2 separate regions of the Sus scrofa genome follow, and region 1 is linked to region 2. A link is a contact called in public Hi-C data. All regions are on one chromosome and are shown on one strand. The core of a region is the stretch at or near the end of the contact, and the rest is flanking DNA. Distances in the headings are between cores, read along the strand shown.

Region 1 (5,423 bases), core at 1,458-3,957, 120 kb before region 2:
GACATCAAAAAATTCCAAAGGAGTTTCTTTTTTTTTTTTTTTTTTTTTTTTTTTGCTATTTCTTTGGGCTGTTCCCGAGGCATATGGAGGTTCCCAGGCTAGGGGTCCAATCGGAGCTGTAGCCACTGGCCTACACCACAGCCACAGCAATGCCAGATCGGAGCTGTGTCTATGACCTACACCACAGTTCACGGCAACGTCAGATCCTTAACCCACTGAGCAAGGCCAGGGATCGAACCTACCACCTCATGGTTCCTAGTCAGATTTGTTTTTGCCGTGCCAGGACAGGAACTCCTGTAACATTCCTTCTAATTAAGAAGGTTTTTTTTTTGTTGTTGTTGTTATTTTTGCAAAGTCTGCAGCATAGAGGTTTCCAGGCCAGGGACTGAACCCATGCCACAGCAGTGACCCAAGCCACAGCAATAACACTGGATCCTTAATCGCTAGGCCACCAGGGAACACCTAAGGGGGCTTCTTTTAATGTCAATAACAGGTTTTAAGTGGTTATCTTTCCACATCTTGAAATGGTCTTTGTACCCTGGAACTAGACCTCCTGGGTTCAAATCCATGCCCTAACACTTACTGGCTGTGACTCTAGGCAACTTAACTCTTCTGTGCCTCAGGTTCCCCATCTATAAAATGGACAGAGTGACAATACCCCTCTCAGAGTTACTGTGAAGACTGAGTCAGTACATTTAAAGACTGGTACATAATAAGTACTGTTTAGGGAATTTTATTGTTAAAAGAAGAGACAACTAGGACAAGAGTCACCGATCACCACTTCTCCACTGATAAGCACTCTCAGAAAAGGAGCTTCTTTCCAGTGGTGACTCATATTTGGACAATCTGCTCGTCTTAATGGTGAGGGTATAATCAGGAACCTCCAGATTCTCCAAAAGATCCAGGGAGGGTCACCAGAGCTGTGGCCAGGATGATGCTGGGAGCAGAAAGAGCCTTGCCCCCATTGTGACTGACTGATTGATTTGGTCTTTTTAGGGCCACACCCACCGGCATATGAAGTCCCCAGGCTAGGGGGAGAATCCCAACCACAGCTGCTGGCCTATGCCTCAGCCACAGCAACATGGGATTCGAGCCAAGTCTGAGACTTATGCTGCAGCTTGTGGCAATGCTGGATCCTTAACCCACTGAACGAGGCCAGGGATTGAACCTGCAACCTCATGGATACTAATCTGGCTCATTACCCCAGAGCCACAACAGGAACTCCACTCCGCCTTACCCTGGGTTTGATTTATATCCCCACTGGGAACCACAGGGAAAAACAGTAGAGAGAGCCATGGGCCCTCCTGATGTGGAAGTTTCCCTTTTCTTCTCTACTTCACTCTCTAGGTGACAAGGTACCAAACTATATCTTTTTTTTTTTTCCCCTTTTTTGTTAGCGGTTTTCAAAAACTATATATTCAACAGATAGTTACTACAGTTATCATTTATGGCATCATCTAGTATCCCAGGGGATCTAAAATGCCTTTCGTCCTTCCCACAACCTCCTCTCCGCCACTTAGGACAAGTTACAAAATTGTTTTTGTCTAGAATTAACTAATTTCCCAGACTCCAGGCAACTGGCAGTTTTATTTAATAACTGAACTCTGAGGCAGTTCTCCACAGATTAGGAGTAAAGGGGAGGGACCCATTAATTTAGGCATCTGGGCTCCAGATGATTAAAGGGCACTGAACAGTATTGTACGGGAAAGAGTGCAGCTGCAAGGCTGGTGTGCAGGACGAGTGGTATTCCCCTCGTGGGTTACTAATCCGTCGTCAATAAAGCCAATAAAAATCACTAAAATTTACTCCGTTGAATGCTGTTTTTTAACAGGGCACAAGGCACTATTCTGGGAACTGGGGAGACCTGGCTCTTGGATCTAATCAGAGAGGCATGTGTAAACATACTCATCACAGCCGGGAGCTAGGTAAAGGGGAAAGTAGGGGTTGGGCCTCCCAGTCGGAGGAAAAAGAGGACAGAGAAATGGCAGGACTGAGAGGAGAGATAGGTGAGACTCCAGGGGCCCAGCTCACCTTTCACGAGCCAGGTGGCCGTGGCAGCTGAAACAGAGGCTTTTGCGTTCCCTACCCCTATGCCCAGCAAGACTGCGTGGGTGGCCAGGGAGCCCGAGAGGCTGGAAGCAAAGGCCTGGAGAAGAAAAGAAGTGGGATGAGGAGTGGGCGCAGGAGCATGCTGGTCTAAGATCTATTATCTCCTGGGTGTGTGGCCTGGGACCTGTCACAGCTCTGCTCTGGGCCTCAGTCTCCAGCCTATAAGTGGGATGGGAAGAGGTGGCGCACTGTCCTCCCTACCCAGGCTACATGTCGCCCCTTTCCCCAGTCGGCCGAGCTGACCTGCACGGAATCCCACAGCTGGTAGGGCAGATAGTCCGGGCTGACGCTATCGGGGAAGCCCTGCGGCAGGAACACGGCCAGGAGCCGGGAGAGAGGTGGGGAGGCCGTCCCGGGAGCCACCCCTCCGTCCCCATCTCGTTCTCCGGGTTTCGCTGTGAAAGCCCCGGAGAACCCCCACCAGCGCTTCCCCCAGGCCTCCCACTGCAGGGTCCCGTCGGCGGCAGCGCGACAGCCCCGGGCTGTCCCGGAACCGAACTGCTCGGAGCACAGTGGAGCCTCACGCCTTGCAACGTCAGCCATCGTGGTTCCCTCCCTTCAGTTTCGCGGGACGAGATACATGTTCAGACAACGCTTCCGGCGCGGCTACGGCGGCCGCAGAGGGGCAATCTTCCTTCGCGAAAGGGCCGCCGGCCTCCTTCCGGCAACCTGGGAACTGAACCATTCCTCTCCTATCTCTTGGCCACCTCTGCGGTTGGTCCTAACCCCTGGTTCTTCGCAGCATTTTGTCTGGCCCCGCGGGAGCCCTCTGGCCCGCCAAACCCTGGAAGAGGGCATTCCTATCGTTGGGTTGAGACCTGGTGCAGCCACAGAATTTTTAGCTTGTGGCTTTGGGCAAGTCATTGTGCCTAAGGGGCTCCAGGTGCCTTTTTTATTGTGAGGGCAGGGACTATATTTGTCTCCCATTCCCAATACCCAACACATAGTAGGTGTGTAAAAGATATTTATAGGAGTTCCCGTTGTGGCGCAGTGGTTAACGAATCCGACTAGGAACCATGAGGTTGCGGGTTTGGTCCTGCCCTTGCTCAGTGGGTTAAGGATCCCGCGTTGCCGTGAGCTGTGGTGTAGGTTGCAGACGCGGCTCGGATCCCGTGTTGCTGTGGCTCTGGCGTAGGCCGGTGGCTATGGCTCCGACTCGACCCCTAGCCTGGGAACCTCCATATGCCGCAGGGGCGGCCCAAGAAATAGCAAAAAGACAAAAAAAAAAAAAAAAGATATTTATAAATAAATGATAAGTTGGACCAGATCATCCCTGAGACCCTGTTAAGACCCCACCCCCACCCCCCCTTTTTTTTTGGTCTATTTGGTTTTTTCTAGGGCCGTGCCTGCAGCATATGGAGGTTCCCAGGCTACACTGCAGCAACGCCAGATCCAATCTGCGTCTGCGACCTACACCACAGCTCAAGGCAATGCCAGATCCTTAACCCACTGAGCAAGGCCAGGGATTGAACCCACAACCTCATGGTTTCTAGTAGGATTTGTTTCTGCTGCACCATGACGGGAACTCCGAAGAATATTATTTCTGAAAAGATCCTAAGAATATCTGAAGAATGAGAAAATCAAGGGATTGCAGTTAAGAGTGTCAGGACAGGAGAAATGGGCAAGAAGTTCTGGTGTTTACTGGGGGAGAGGGTCTACGAAATTGCGGGAAAAGTCTAAATACCGTGTGGGAAGTGGGGAGATCAGTGAGCATAAAGTCAAGGCGATGAGCAGCATGGAACATTCTGCTCAATGCTCGGTATATTGTCGAATGCCTGTCCCCACTTCCCCTCCTGCCCCTTGGAGTCAGCTCCCTAGCCAGCTTAAAACTCCCCTGCTTAGGAGTTCCCATCGTGGCTTAGCGAAAAGGAATCTGACTAGTAATCACAAGGATGCAGTTTCAATCCCTGGCCTCGATCAGTGGGTTAAGGTTCTGGTGTTGCTGTGAGCTGTGGCATTGCTGTGGCTATGGTGTAGGCCAGTGGCTACAGCTCTGATTCGACCCCTAGCCTGGGAACCTCCATAGGCCACCAGTGAGGCCCTAAACACAAAACAAAACTCCCCTGCTTAAAACCTTTCAGTAGCTTCCTGTTTTATGGAAGAGGATAGCAACATTCTCTTCCAAACCCTTCAATGGCTTTCTTTCACATTTGAAAACAAAACACACTCTGCCAGGGCCCACGAAGCTCTATAGATGGGGCCCTGCTCGCTCTCCCAGAGTTCACCCCTTACTGTTCATCCTCTCACTCCCCCCAGTAGAACTTAAGCTCGTAGGGGAGAGGAACTTTGTCTTTGGCACTGATATTTCCCAGGAACCGGCACAAGGCAGGTGCTAAATATTCATAAGTGGAATGAATGAATTTATTTTCTCACTAGCCCTTGTAGGTATGATTTTACATTTTTTAAATTTTTTTGCTTTTTGGGCTGCACCCTCGGCATATGGAAATTCCCAAGCCAGGGGTTGAAACAGCTACAGCTGCTGGTCTACACCACAGTTACAGCCACTCGGGATCCAAGCCGCATCTATGACCTACACCACAGCTCACAGCAGTGCCATATCCCAAACCCACTGAGCGAGGTCAGGGGTTGAACCCGTATCCTCAGGGATACTGGTCAGATTTGTTTCTGCTGTGCCACAACAGGAACTCCTATTCCTCCCCTAAACAAGGGAACTAGGGCTTGCATATGTGAAGTGACTTCAGCAAAGTTACTGAGCTGAAAACTGGTAAAAGTAATTTATTCATCTATTCATTCAACAAATATTCAGTGAGCAGGAGTTCTTGTTGTGGCTCAGCATTGCTGTGAGCTGTGGTATAGGTCGCAGATGTAGGTTGGATCCTAGTGTTGTGGCTGTGGTGTAGGCTAGCAGCTGCAGCTCTGATTTGACCCTTAGTCTGGGAATTTCCATATGCTGCAGGTGCGGGCATAAAAAGAAAGAAAAAGAAAAATTCGGAGTTCCCGTCATGGCTCAGTGGTTAACAAATCCGACTAGGAACCATGAGGTTGCGGGTTTGGTCCCTGCCCTTGCTCAGTGGGTTAATGATCTGGTGTTGCCGTGAGCTGTGGTGTAGGTTGCAGACGCGGCTCAGATCCCACGTTGCTGTGGCTCTGGTGTAAGCCAGCGGCTACAGCTCCAATTCGACCCCTAGCCTGGGAACCTCCACATGCGCAGGAGCGGCCCTAGAAAAGGCAAAAAGACCAAAAAAAAAAAAAAAAAAAGAAAAAAGAAAAAAGAAAAAAATTCAGTGGGCAGGTGCTACTCTTCTAGGCCTTGAGGCAGGAGTCCAATTTGAGGCGAATTAGAACTATAGCAT
Region 2 (5,535 bases), core at 1,305-3,804:
TTAGATGATGTGCCAAGAGGAACTTGCAGGCTTGGCACCAGGGAGGGTGAGTGAAAGGGGAGCATCTAAGACTGTCTAGGTGGGAGTGTGGGGTACTGGTTATCCTGGAGGGGACAGGACACCCGTCCGAGCCATCTCTAAAAGCGCAAATAGTGGAGTTCCCATTGTGGCTCAGTGGGTTAAGAACCCGACATAGTGTCTGTGAGGATGCAGTTTCAATCTTTGGCCTCGCTCAGCAAGTCAAGGATTCAGGGTTGTCACGAGCTGTGGTGTAGGTCACAGACACAGCTTGGATCTGGCGTTGCTGTGGCTGTGGTGTAGGCTGGCAGCTATAGCTCCGATTGGACCCCTGGCCTGGGAGCCTCCATATGCCATGGGTGCGGCCCTAAAAAAAGCAAAAAAGAATGGAAATAAAAGTTCAAGTACTTTAAATGCTTACATATGCTCTAATGTATCATTTTAATTTTAACATAGATATTTTCCTGGAAATCTTGATGTAAAAATTAAACTCCAGGAAGATGCCTAATGTTTATCCTATGATATTGGAACCTAAGCCACACAACTATAAATATGGAGCACCTCCCTCCCTTCAGTAAAATGCACTGGGTTAATAGAACTTAGAGCAAAATGATAGTGGAGAAAAAAGTGAAGAACAAGGAAGTTTGCGTGTGGCACAGCAGGTTAAGGATTCGGTGTTGTCACAGCTATGGTGCAGACCTCAACGGTTGCGTGGGTTCAATCCCTGGCTTGGGAACTTCCACATGCTGAGGTTGTGGACAAAAAAAAAAAGGGGGCAGAATGAGTGGCCTAATAAAGAACCCAAGAGCCAAGTCATCAAAGAAACGCCTATCAAGTTTACATTTCAGGAAAACAGATTTGAAAGCATTTGTCTCCCGAAATAGAACTGAGAAATCTAGGGAATGTGTTAGAAAGTCACAACAGCATCACTGGCTTTAAGAGGCCCTGCCTCCCACAGTCCAGGATGGGGACCTGTCCTTTCTGCCCTGGGGAGAGCTCACGCCAGCCTCCCTTTTGGGTCTCTGCCACCTCCACCGCCCCAAGAAGCATAAGCCAGTTGAGATCAGGAACAACCTCACCCACTCAGCCTGTGGCCACCTGTCCCTCTGTGCCTGACTGCCTTCCCACCACATGCCTCTCCCTGGTCTGGAGCAAATCCTTGTTGCCACTCCTCCATCCACAGGACCATTTCTGCCCTCCTGGTGGCTCCTTGCCATATTAACATTGTAGGACTCAGCCCTGAAGCCCCCTCCTCCTCCCTTCATCTTTAGAATTACCAACTCCAGAGACCCCTCCACACACAAGCTGAGTGCCTGTCCCCACCCCTCCTAGAGATCTGTAATCTACCCAGTCTTAAGGACATTTTCTTCTGGGCCATGAAAATGCCCCCTTTGGTGGCTGGGAAGCTCCTCCCCTGTTTCTCCCCATTTTCTTTTTTTTTGGTCTTTTTGTCTCTTTAGGACCGCACTTATGGCATATGGATGTTCCCAGGCTAGGGATCTAATAGGAGCTTAACTGCTCCTCAATTTTCTGTCTAGCTCTTAGCTGCGGTTTCATGATTCTATCAGTGGTTCTTTTATTTCCCCACAGGATACATTTCTCCCAAACAGGCTAGAGGTTGAATTGGAGCTGCAGCGGCAGCCGTACGCCACAGCCACAGCAAAATCAGATCCGATGCCGCACTTGCGACCTACACTGCAGCTCACGGAACGCCAGATCCTTAACCCACTGAGCAAGGCCAGGGATGGAACCTGCATCCTCATAGATACTAGTCGGGTTCATTAACCAACAAGCCACGACGGGAACTTCAACCCACGCCTTTGTTTAAGCTGTTTCCTTGGGCGGCCGGAGTTCTCCCTCCCTCCACCTGTCTGCTCTTTCCTTGGGACCAGGACGCTGTGCCAGCTCCCCAGGGTCTTTCTTCCACTTTCCAGGCACCCCTGGGGACGCACTCTCCAGCCCGGGCTCCCTTCCGGTCTTGTCAACCTCTCCATTCTCACACTTGACACACTCCGATCATTTCACACCCAGCGGCATGCTCACATCAACAGAACAAGGAGTCCGGAGACCACGAGAGTATCTGAGTATGTTTCCATCCAGAACGAGAATGTTTTTATTAAAGCGTAATTTATTTTTGAAAAGGCAATGTATGTACTTGGTGCAAAATCTAAAAAGAAGCTGCCTCTCAGATTCGCCCCCAGGCCCTGGATTCCCCTAGGAACTGTGTTACTCTCTTCCGGTGAATCTCTCCACGTATGTTCAAGCCTTGCCCTCGACCCCTGGGTGGCCCCTGTGCTGGGCACCGAGCTCCTTTCGTCGGAGCTTGAAGTCTCAAAATCGGTTGCCCTCAGGCTTCCCGCTCCTTTCTTGCAACTCCGGGACCTCAGTGCCAGGACGCACTGAGGACCAGACCTCTGCGCCCCCCCCGCTCCCCCTGGCGGCCGCTCCCCGCGCTGCAGCGTCCTGGGCCCCACTCCCCCTGGCGGTCGCGCCCCGCACTGCAGCGGCCGCACGCCCTGCCCCGCCCCGCCCCGCCCCGCCCCCCGCCTCGGCGGGCCCGGCCGGGGGAGGGGTCGCGGCGGCGGCGGCGGCGGCGGCGGCGTCAGCGGAGGCCGGGGCGGTGGGAGTCGAGGCTCCGGAGCAAGATGGCGGCGCGAGTGTTGCGCGCCGGCGGAGCGGCCTCAGGCGGCGGCTTCCTGTGGCGGGCCGCCCCCTGCAGCCTCCTGCCCGGGCTCCGGTGAGCAGCGCCGCCCTTTCCGGGAGCGGCCGGGGAGGGGCCGCCGCGGGGCGGAGGGCGCGGGGTCCTCGGCGCGGGTCTCCGCCCTGGCTCGGTAGCGTTCCCATGGGGCAGGGCCGCCGGGGCTGTGGGGCGGCTGGGCTGAGGCCGCGGTCCGCGTGGCGGGGCGAGCCGGAGCCTCGGCAGGGTCGGAGCGCCTGCTGCCGGGCCGGCGGGGCTCAAGGTCATGGCGGGAATGACACCCAGCGCCGAAGCCACGTCCGCGCGCGGAGCCGGCCCGGCCTGTTGGACCTTGACCCTGCGCGACCCGGAGTCGTGGGGCAGCGGCCAGCGCGTGGCTGAGGCCGCAGGCCTTGAACTTGGGCCTCGGGGTTCCTGCAGGGCGTCCTGAGAAAGCTGCTCGCCCGCGCAAAGCCTCAGTGTCAGCATCTGTAAACGGTAGTGGAGGTACCTACCACTCACCTCCTAGGTTGCTGTGAAGAAATAAAATAATACATCGGCCCCGGCGATCCCTCAGTGGAGATTGGGGAAGTAGCCAAGAGGTGTCCGCCTTACGGACAGTTGTTGACTTGCATTGAAAAGTAGGTAGTGGATCAAAAAAGTATGTACAGTTATCAGCACGAAGTAGGGGGTGGGTTCATGTTTAAACTTTTTTCCTAACCTCATTGGATTACATATTCGATTTTCTGAGTCCATCCCGGACACAGCCATGTCCTGTTTGCCCAGTTGAAAAACCAGAGCCCATATCAACCAATTTACACGTCCATTTGCTTTCCCGGTTTATTTACGTTAGGTTATATGAATTTTATCTTGTTGTTTATCTTCAATAGTGAGCCTCTAGAAAATACAGTTGGCATTTCAAAAAATGGAAAAGGGAAGGAAGTACCTGTTAAAACTCTTAATGTGGGCCAGCTTTATATGATAACAGCTTATTTATTTAGTGTAATCCTAGTAGCAATCTTAAGAAGGAAGTAATAGGATCTACATCTTAGAGATGAGAAGGAACCTCAACCTGCTGAAGACACGTGGCTAGAAAAGGCATTTGAACCCAAGTTGGTTACACTTCAGGCCCAGTGCCCTTGTAAGGACTGCTGCTCAAGTTGTGTTACAAAATTGGATGTTTATGTTTCCAAGTTGATCAACAAATCAACCCTCTTTTATTTTTATTCTGTTATTAAGTATCTACTGTTTATTTTTCCCCACAAGTGATAGAAGCCCATGAAATTGATATTTCCTTTTTTTCAAAAAAGACAGCTGAGGGAGTTCCCCTTGTGGTGTAGTGGAAATGAATCGGACTAGGAAACTTGAGGTTGCGGGTTTGATCCCTAGCCTTGCTCAGTGGGTTAAGGATGTGGCGTTGCTCTGAGCTGTGGTGTATGTTGCAGAACGCGGCTTGGATCTGACGTGGCTATGGCTGTGGCCAGTGGCTGTAGCTCTAATTTGACCCCTAGTCTGGAAACCTCCATGTGCCATGGGTGCGGCCCGAAAGAGAAAAAAAAAAAGCTGCGCCTGAAGGTGTTCACTTAAAGGGCCCAAGGTCACCTGGGATACCCCAGGTTCCTGCTGGGGCCACATGCTCTCGACACTGGGGTCCTTGTCTCTATCCAAGGTCCCCTGTACCTTCTGACTACTCCTTCCTGGGCTCTAGTCTGCCTTAACCTTTAACTGCCTCAACTTTAGGACTCAGTCTAGACCCAGTCAATTCATTGATTCTATCACATATTGAGTGTATACGGTGTCTTTGAAGCCCGCTGGACCTGAGCGTAAGAGCTGTGGTCGCTCTCCCCAGGAAGCCGTGGCTGAGATGAAAACCCATAGAGACTTACAGATGGAGGTAGGTGCCATGGGACAAAATCAGGGAGCTTCCCACATGAGGTCATGGAAGGCCTCTCGGACAAGGTGATGTCATACTGAGACCTGAAGGGTAAGTGGGCATGAAAGCCCTGAAGGGGAGGAGTCAGACATGCTGGGAAACCCCAGAAAAATCTAGGAGGCAGGAGTGAAAGGAAAACAAGACAGGTGGCAAGGAGCAGGGGCCAGAAAATTCCAGGCCTTACAGCTATTTAGAGAGTTTGCATTTTATTCTGAGCCCTGGAAAACATTTAAAGGTATAAGCCCTAGGGTAACATGCTCTGATCTACATTTTTAAAAGATCAGTCTGGAGAGTTCCCGTTGTGGCTCAGTGGGTTAAGAACCTGACATGGTATCCATGAGGTTGCAGGTTCCATCCCTGGCCTTGCTCAGTGGGTTAAGGATCTGGCATTGCTGCAAGTTGTGGCATCGGTCACAGATGTGGCTCAGATCCCACGTGGCGGTGGCGCAGGCCAACAGCGGCAGCTCCAATTTGACCCCTAGCCTAGGAACTTCCATACACTGCAGGTGTGGCCCTAAAAAGGAAAACATAAAAAATAAAATACCAGTCTGGCTTTGAAAGGGGGACAGAATCAAGGTAATGGCCAGCGGGGAGGATGCTGGTGCCATTTACCTAGAGCTGTTTGTTGCCTAGGTGAGCGTGCCGGCCACCTGCCAGGTGCTGTTGGGAAGCGTCAGTGAATAAGGCACACGAGGTGCTGGCCACTGAGAGCTTGCTAGGAATTCAGAGGAGGAGGAACAGGTGTGGGTGGGGAAGGGGCGGATCCAGGGCAGTGGACCTGGTGAAGTTTGTTTGAGATGGCCGTGCACTATTCAGATAGAAAGGCCAGCTAAGCAGTTGGCCTGCTGGACCTCTGACTCCTCACGGGAGATGTCTGGACAGCATTGGAGAGTTGTCAGCACATAAG

What was found. A called contact is a pair of places that touch in the nucleus more often than the background predicts.
Region 1: a contact with region 2 is called in a Hi-C map of embryonic fibroblasts, with 1.7 times the contacts expected there. The contact joins the promoter of C3H16orf58 here to the promoter of NIPSNAP2 in region 2. A contact is called at or near these places in 3 of 5 promoter capture datasets (fetal liver and liver), 10 of 47 Hi-C or Micro-C datasets (embryonic fibroblasts, epiblast stem cells, fetal liver and 6 more) and 2 of 2 datasets of contacts at active chromatin or transcription factors (alveolar macrophages and skeletal muscle).

Annotation. Positions count from the first base shown.
Region 1 is chr3:17,063,064-17,068,486 of Sscrofa11.1, reverse strand. C3H16orf58 (RUS1 family protein C16orf58 homolog) reads right to left here and starts at 2,707. Exons shown (of 13, transcript XM_021086379.1): 1 at 2,353-2,707; 2 at 2,032-2,146. The coding sequence starts at 2,652.
Region 2 is chr3:16,938,786-16,944,320 of Sscrofa11.1, reverse strand. NIPSNAP2 (protein NipSnap homolog 2) reads left to right here and starts at 2,554. Exons shown (of 10, transcript XM_021086363.1): 1 at 2,554-2,755. The coding sequence starts at 2,664.